Linked DNA regions of Pan troglodytes: regions 1 and 2 are each linked to region 3. The links are chromatin contacts, called in public HiChIP or PLAC-seq maps. All regions are on one chromosome and are shown on one strand. Each heading gives the region's core, a stretch centred on a gene start, on an enhancer-like site or on the middle of the called end of the contact. The rest is flanking DNA. Distances are from core to core; before and after follow the strand shown.

Evidence for each region. HiChIP or PLAC-seq counts read pairs in DNA pulled down with a chosen protein or histone mark.
Region 1: a contact with region 3 is called in an H3K4me3 HiChIP or PLAC-seq map of stem cell-derived excitatory neurons, with 6 times the contacts expected there. The contact joins the promoter of PCF11 here to the promoter of PRCP in region 3. A contact is called at or near these places in 2 of 7 Hi-C or Micro-C datasets (blood and stem cell-derived neural progenitor cells) and 1 of 1 datasets of contacts at active chromatin or transcription factors (stem cell-derived excitatory neurons).
Region 2: an H3K4me3 HiChIP or PLAC-seq map of stem cell-derived excitatory neurons shows a contact between it and region 3, with 2.9 times the contacts expected there. The contact joins the promoter of RAB30 here to the promoter of PRCP in region 3. A contact is called at or near these places in 1 of 7 Hi-C or Micro-C datasets (stem cell-derived neural progenitor cells) and 1 of 1 datasets of contacts at active chromatin or transcription factors (stem cell-derived excitatory neurons).

Annotation. Positions count from the first base shown.
Region 1 is chr9:85,182,803-85,185,502 of NHGRI_mPanTro3-v2.0_pri, reverse strand. PCF11 (PCF11 cleavage and polyadenylation factor subunit) reads right to left here and starts at 1,287. Exons shown (of 15, transcript XM_054661583.2): 1 at 270-1,287. The coding sequence starts at 461. It also overlaps the pseudogene LOC107967299.
Region 2 is chr9:85,100,093-85,102,792 of NHGRI_mPanTro3-v2.0_pri, reverse strand. It overlaps RAB30 (RAB30, member RAS oncogene family), which reads left to right and starts at 1,324. Exons shown (of 5, transcript XM_001175176.6): 1 at 1,324-2,153. LOC100610822 (a long non-coding RNA gene) reads right to left here and starts at 1,785. Exons shown (of 4, transcript XR_672992.5): 1 at 1,698-1,785; 2 at 1,040-1,221; 3 at 397-542.
Region 3 is chr9:84,929,369-84,932,068 of NHGRI_mPanTro3-v2.0_pri, reverse strand. PRCP (prolylcarboxypeptidase) reads left to right here and starts at 1,290. Exons shown (of 9, transcript XM_009423827.5): 1 at 1,290-1,384. DDIAS (DNA damage induced apoptosis suppressor) reads right to left here. Exons shown (of 6, transcript XM_054661577.2): 1 at 2,413-2,700; 2 at 1,155-1,522.

The DNA.
Region 1 (2,700 bases), core at 38-2,537, 250 kb before region 3:
GTGTGTGTGTCGGGATATACAATGCGGTGGCCTAAAAAGGGAGTTGGAAAGCGGAAGTGGGACTCCACCCTTTATCCTTCCCACTCCCTCCCCCCCAGAGGCCCATGCTCGAAGCCTGGGCCAAAGACCGAGCCTGAGTTGGAGGGGGGTGGGGGGGTTGGAGAGAAGGAACACTGTCCCCCTTGGGATGGAAGCGAGACCTGGGATGAGGCTGACACTAAAATCAGGGAGTATTAGAAGTAATAGGAGGCTGCGGGGTGTATAAAAACCTTGGCGGTTTGGGCCTCGATGAGAGAGACGATCTCCTTGGCGAAGGGCAGGTTCTCCTCGGCTAGAATGGTCAGCATATTGATGTGCGGCTTGCTATTGAAGGTCAGGTCTTCGAGCGATGACTGATAATCCCGACAGGCGTCCTCCCGGGCCCCCGCAGCACCGGCCTCGGCCGGCGTCTGCTCTGACATTGCGCCGCGGCCCCCCTCCGAGGTCCGCTGCAGCTGAAGCTGAAGCCGCTCTGGATACCCCGCCTCCCTTCCGACTCCTCTTCCTCTCCCCGGCTCTCTCGCGGCTCCGGCTTCACCACATGCTGACCGCGGAGGGGGGATGGGGGACGACACAGGGGGAACCTCGGGTATGAAACGCCGCCGTCTCGCGGGTGATCTCCGTCCACTTCCAGCCGCCACAGAAGCTTCTTTCTCCGCAGACACAAAATGGCGGCGGCAGTGGCGGCTCCAGCTCCGAAAATGTCTGTGTTCCCAACCGCTGCGTCGTGCGAAATGAACTAGGGGAGGGGAAATGTGCGGTAAAAGGGCGGGGCCGCTGATAAAACCAGGCGTGATTGGCTGGCCCGGCAACGTCACGAGCCCCGCCCCCGGCCCTTCCGCAGGACGTCCTGGCACCGCCTTCTTCTCCGGCCTCTACCCGGACTTTCGCAACATCTACTGTTCGGAGGCGCACTGGAAAAGACGGCCCTTCTCATTGGCCGATTCATAAGGGACTGTTCGGTCATTTGTTACCATAACAACCCATTCAGGGAAGCCAATAGGCCTGGGAAGGCAGTTCCCGCGGCCCAACCCAACCACTTTAAGAAGAAGACTCAGCCGTCCCCTCTTCGTCCCTCCCTCTAGCTTCCCAGCCACTGAGCGGGCCTGTCAATCATCTTTCCTCCCGCCTGCCCCGTAGCGGCTACCGACGGTGGGGGTTGGAGGGAGCGGAGGCTTTCTGCCGCCGCACCCCCTCTCCCTTAGCGTCTCAGGTGCTCTGGAGAGCCAGGGCGGGTCCAGCTGCCCCTCTGGGAACTGGGAAGTGGGAGGGAGGTGCCGAATTTACCCGGAACTTCGGAAAGCACTGCTGGAGAGTTTCTTCCAGCACGCCGCTTCCCACACCCACAAAAATACCTAGGCGAGCTTGCCTGACTTGAATCCCCAGGAAAATGCCTTTTATTTAGAGGTTAAGTGTGAAAGGCTTTTTCCTTGGGGGTTTGGAGGAGCTCTTTAAGGAGCCCACTATGAGCTCTAGGAAGAGTTTTTCACAACAGCCACACCCAGCTGGACCGTAATATCTCCACTGTGAATCTGCATTTCAGAACCTCCTTAGCATACACTATTTGGGGCACGTAGGAAAACACACACGCGCATGCACTTTTGTTTTAAACTTGTGGGGCTGTCTTCCCAGGTTGGAAATGATGCTCGTAAAACACACAAAGCTTTCAAATAGTTCACCGTGGAGCTGCGACATAACACAAACCAAACGTAATTTTTTCATTGAGTAGCGATATTGACCTAAATATAAGCTTTTAAAATGTGTCCATTACGGGCTGGGCGCGGTGGCTTACGCCTGTAATCCCAGCACTTTGGGAGGCCGAGGCGGGCGGATCACGAGATCAAGAGATCGAGACCTTCCTGGCCAACATGGTGAAACCCCGTCTCTACTAAAAATACAAAAATTAGCTGGGCGTGGTGGCGTGCGCCTATAGTAGTCCCAGCTACTCGGGAGGCAGAGGCAGGAGAACCGCTTGAACCCGGGAGGTGGAGGTTGCAGTGAGCCGAGATCACGCCACTGTACTCCAGGCTGGTGACAGCGAGAGTCTGTCTCAAAAAAAAAAAAAGTGTCAATTACCTAAAATTGCTCTTCCATTGCCTTCCGTAGGCTACTAGGCATTTGAGAGATAATTTGTTGCTCCCCAGAAGAAATTGCTCTTAAAAAATAAACTTAGCCAGGCATGGTGGCGGCCGCCTGTAATTCCAGCTACTTGGGAGGCTAAGGCAGGATCACTTGAACTCGGGAGGCAGAGGTTGCAGTGAGCCGAGATCGCACCACCGCACTCCAGCCTGGGCGACAGAGTGAAACTCTCTCTCAAAAAATAAACAAACAAACAAACTACTCTTTACTTGTCCCATATAAAGTAACATTTTCATTTCTTCTTTTTGTTTCTTTGAGTTTTTTAGCATCTTTATTGTTGTCTAATTGAAACATACTGAACTGCATAAAGTGTGCTGCAAAGGTTAAGTTTTGACATGTATTTTCCATTTTTTTCTTAGCATGATATCACACATGAATGAAAAGTAAAACCTGGGGAGGAAAACTGGTCTTCCCTCATTTGAAGCTAAGAAGTATTGTTGAATAAGTATTTATAATCTCAATAATTTCACACTATTGTTAGTGGTGCTATTTAGATATACTAGAAAGTTTCAACTAATAACG
Region 2 (2,700 bases), core at 75-2,574, 170 kb before region 3:
TGTAAATCTCTGTTAAGCTTACAACATTACAATAGTTAAATCGAAGGTTAGAAAGAAAATGGTAGACATTGTTCCTTTTCCTGTACTTACCACCATTACTTAGAGAAGTTTCTGAATAACAACAACTTTGAGGCTTTTTCACTGGTGTATTCATGGATGACACCAACACATACTACTTCTGCTTAAAAATCAAACTCATTCATCTTGACTTGTTCCCAGAAACATGACACAGAAGATCATTTTTCGAAAAAGTATTTTTGTAATTACCATCTGCATACACCTGAGAGACTGTTTCTAACATGTTTTGGTCATTTTTAATCATTCTATCTGCCTTTCTTTGCTATAAGGATCTATTTTTAATTTTATTCACTCCTAACATAGAGGGGAAGTGCATACCTTCAATGACGCAAAGTAACTAGTTAATGTTGTTTCAGAATAATGTGCAAAAGGGAAGGGAGGAAACAGCACAAAGTATATCAGTATTTTTACACGTCAGACACCTTCAGGAAGAAAGGATATTTCTCATCTTAGTGTGACAGACTCTGAAAAAGAACACACAGCACTGTTTCAGTGACACAAGAAAAAAAGTACAGTTCATTTTGAGATACTGTGCAAAATCACTCAAAAGACAATTAACTTTGGTTTCAGTCACTTAGTTAAAAAAAAAATTTATCCATGACCGATGTTACTCTGTAATCTATTGCCAGACGTCAGAAGGCCTATCATCAATAATATCCCACCCCTCCCGCCTTTTCTGAGACACGGGCTTGCTGTCGCCCAGGCTGGAGCACAGTGGTAGGATCGAGGCTCACTGCAGCCTCAACATCCCGGGCTCAGAGATCCTCCCACCTCAGCCTCTAGTGTAGCTGCAACTACAGGGGTACACCACCATGCCCAGCTAATTTTTTTGTTTAATGTTTTTGTAGAGACGGTACGGGGTCTCCGCATGTTGCCCAGGCCGGGGTTGGACTCCTAGTATCACGCTATCTCCCCGCGTCTGCCCCCAAAGTGCTGGGATTAAAGGCGTGAGCGACCGCACCTGGCCAATATCCCCTTTGAACATCTGCTTTCGCTGGTTGGTAAAAAAGTGTCATTTTAAATTTAGTGTTACTCCTTCAGGCTATTCCTTCTCTCTTCTTACTTGCAGGGCCAAAGCAACCTCTCTTTCCACTTTGGCCACCTTCCAACAACGATTTCTTCGGACGCCTTTGTTAATCATTCCTGTATGAAAAATCAGTGAATCTGAAGCTTTGGGGAGAGTGAAAGGGGGTTGGAAAACAAACGGCAAAACAAAAATGCATTTCGGAGGACTACCCCAACTCTGTGGGTGGAAGTGGGCTTCTCCGAATAAAGGCGAGGGTCGCCGCCTCGGGTCCTCGCACCTCAACAAAAGACACCAACTCTCTCAACTGTACTGTTAACAGATCTAAATGATACTCCAAGCCCAAAAGTAAACCGACTCTCTCAATCTCTTAGCTAAAAAATGGAGAAGGAAGCGTAGGGCCCCATGCAACCCCTTCAGGAGCTGAGACCGAGGCTCACTGGGCCTCTGGATGCCGCTTCCAGTCGGTCCCGCCCTACATCAGTCCCCAGCATGGCCTCCACCCTCTGGTTCCCAGGTTCGTGCCCGCGGCTATCCGACCAGGTCGTCCTCCACCTCACCGTCCCCACTGAACCACCACTTGACTCCCGCGCACCCCTAAAACCTCTGCCCGGCTCCGCGGAATCGTCCCAGTACTCCTAACATGGCGGCCGAGTCCCCTTTGCTCCTTCACTCTGGGCGCTTCCCACTTGGAGCATTTTGGGCATTGTAGTTTCGGGGATTGCCTAGGTATCCCTCCAGGACGTAAGAAGACCACAGTTCCCAGAAAGCACCGCTCCCGAGCATGGCTATTGGGGACGTTTGGACAGAGGGATGATGTCATTGCAAAAGCCCCACTGCATTCATTGTGCTACGGTCTCTCCACCCCCTGCTGCTGCTGGGCTTGCGATTGCCGCTCGCTCCAGCTGAGCTAAGTGTAGCCGCAGCACCAGGGCAGGGACTGACTCCAGCCCTTGGACTCAGGACATCGCAGACCTTCCCTTGCGTGCGTGACTCATTCGCACATCCATTTCTGTTTATGCCTGGGGTGGGGAGAAAAATCCCAAACCAGGTGAGTTGAAGTGATTTATTCAAATGCTTCTACCAAGTTATTCCTCCCGCTTAGTTCTCAAGGCTTTCTTTTGGGAAGCTGTGAGCGGTGGGGAGGTCGGGGGGATTGGGGAGAGGCTTGCAGGCACTGCTGAGGGGAAAAGCTCTGTGCCATTTGGGTCACTGCAAAGAACAACTCCAGCAACCTTCCCCCGCCAGAGGACGGGTGCCTGCCAATTCCCTAGTCGCAACTCCTCTCAACCTTTTTGAGGCGGAGAGAGGGGGCTGGGCTGGGAAGGATGTTGGGGAGTGCTCTTGGAAAATCTGAGGAAGGCAGAGGTGGGGGACTGCAGTCCTGTCACACACGGCCCTAGAGCTGAGGTTTGAGTGGGAAGGGGTGATGCGTGGGGAGAAATGGAGACAGTGATTTAATGTGGTCGCACTACTTTAGAACATTTGAATGTCGCTTGGACGAGCACTAGTTATTAATTTTTAAGATGAACGTGCTTAAGTTTTGTAGGGCTTTATTTTATGTGTGTATGTCTATGTGGTTTGTCTCGCCTTTTCTG
Region 3 (2,700 bases), core at 41-2,540:
CTCCTTGGAAAGGTCTTCTTAGACCAGTCTAATTCACATAGTTTCCTTGTAAATTCTCCTTAATTCCATCCATAAAAGGTAAGTTCCATTAGAACAGGAATCTACCTTGTTCATCATTGGATCTCAGTACCTAGCAGTTCTTGGCACAGACGAAAGAAGCATTTAACTATCTGCAGAATAAACAAATAATTACTTGGTGCTCTGTGATCCAGTCCTGTGGGGTCAGGAAAGGGTTTCTGATTTAAAAGGCTTTGCAAACTGACTAAGAATTAGCCAGGTCAGGGACAGGGTCAGAAGACGGTTTGGGGTGAGAAGGATAGTGCACTTCAGGAACACAAAAGACATTCTATATGGCTGGAGCGGTGGAAAACCACTAGGGCTGAAGAGCCAGGCAAAAGTCAGATAGGAAAGAGTCTGCAAGTCATGTTAAAGACTTTGGGCTTAAACCTGAGGGCAAATAGGAGCGACTGAAAGGTTTTCAATGGGGAGTGCCTCGGTCAAATATGAACTTTATCAGCCCAGCAATGCGGAGACTGGACTGGAAGGTAGCAAGATTGAAAGCAGGAGAACCAGCTGGGGCGGGGGGGGGAGGGGGGGTTACTATCACAGCTATGTAGCAGTCATAGGGTCGAACCAAAATAACGTCAGTAAAAAACGGAGAGAAGTGAACAGATGAGATATTCAAGAGGCTGGTAGGGACTGGCAGGATGTGAAAAGGAAGAAAACTTTCAAGCTCTGGTTTAAGCACATGGCTCAGTTAAAGTATGTTCCTTCTAAGCCATCACAGCATTTTGGAAGATCCCCTTTCAGCACGTACTACTCTGCACAGTGGCCCGCTGAATACGTATTTGCACATTACAGAAACAAGAGTCGCGCCTTTTCCTATTTCCGATTCTAAAAGCTCACTCCGAGTCTAGCTCGATGGCACTGTAAGTGTTCAATAAACGTTCGTTAGGTGATTGCAAAAGCACTGAGTCTAAAATAAAATAACTGACGTTTATATTCTGTTACCCTCATGGCTGCCCGTTTACAGAGAACCACTTGTGAAAAAACAAGCGCCGGGCTCTGGGTGGGTCTCATTCATAATGAAGTTAAGAGCCTCCTTAGGAGTCTCCGGCTCTTGGGCTTCCCGAGAACCCCTTTACCCAGCTCACCTGGGGGAGAAGACCAGGAACGGGCCCAGGCGACGCACAGTGACTCGGACCGGCCGAACTCAGTAGCACGCCGGCAGCCTTCCAATCGAATCTCCCGCGTCCTTTTCCGCCGGAAGTAACGCTTTGGCTCTGATTACTCAGAGGCAATCAGAAGAAGGCGCCGCAGAGGGTGGAGCTTAGCGAGGAAATCCTACAAGCATCTGGGAACGACCATTTTCGTCAAACTGCGGGTAGAGTCTTTCTCCCCGACAGGTGGATCAGTAGTACAGTCCGTAAAATTGGATTTGGAGCTTCGCTGAGCCTCCTGGGCGTAGGGATCCCGGGGAAGTGTGGAGTGAGCCGCAGCGCCCTGGGGTCTGGCGGGGTGACTGAAAGAGGGAATGGAAGCTGGGTGAAGAGGGTTGAGGGAGCTTTGGAAGCCAGACCCGGCGCTGTCCTAGGGGCTAGCACTACCCACGGGCGGAGGGAGGAAGGGGGCGGTGGCAGGAGGCAGGAGGGGGGTGGAGCGCGGAGTGGGTTTTCGGGTGCCGGAGAAGAAAGGGGGCGTTATTTGAAAGAAGGGACCGGGACCTGGCGGGATTTAGGGGCGATGTGGACCCGGGGCGACCTGTGTAATGGATGGGTTGTGCGAGCAACACAGTTTTGGGGTGACCCAAGAACGGAGTATCATAGGGAGTGGTTAGGCTCCATGATGGAGGTGGGTGCAAGGAGCACAGTCTTTGGACCTGGACCCAGCGGTCTGCGACGACGTGCTCCGCTCACTGCTGAGTGATCTAGTGCAAGTTCCCGCACCTCTCTGAGCCTCAGTTTCCACATCTGTAGATGGGAATAACAATCATATACGACGCACAAGATTGCTGTGACGATTTAGTTAGAGGAGATGATGCGTGTGCCTTCCTGCCTCGTGATACACTGGCCTGTAGTGAACCTTCAATAAATTGTCATGGTAGCTGTTATTGCCATTATGTAGGATTTGCGGAAGGCAGGAGGTGTCGCAATGGAATTGGGGCGGCCAGGGCAGGGTTTGGTGGTGATAATAATGGTAGGGATATTGGGTGACCTGAAGGACAGGTGGGCTTCGGGGGCGCTATAGATAAAGCATGGGCTACAGCGATGAGGTAGGAAAAGGCCCTAGCATGATAAGGGCAGACTTGGGGTGTGACTGCAATGAAGGTGAGTGCTAAGGAGCAGATGGCACGAGAGGAAAGTGGAGTGGAGGCGGTGTCCTCGGGGATGGGGGCGGAGTGGCTGTGGTGACCTGGCTTGGGCGGCGTCTCTGAGGAGCTGGCTGGCTTTGGGTTTCCCCTGGGAGGAGCTGTTTTGCGGCGGGCGGAGCTGCAGGCTGGGCAGGGCTTAGCCTGTGCGCTTCTGCTGGCCTCCTTTTCGCCCTCCCACCCGCACTGCAGTCTCCAGCCTGAGCCATGGGCCGCCGAGCCCTCCTGCTCCTGCTTCTGTCTTTTCTGGCGCCCTGGGCCACCATAGCCCTCCGGCCGGCCTTAAGGGCCCTCGGCAGCCTACACTTGCCAACCAACCCCACATCCCTCCC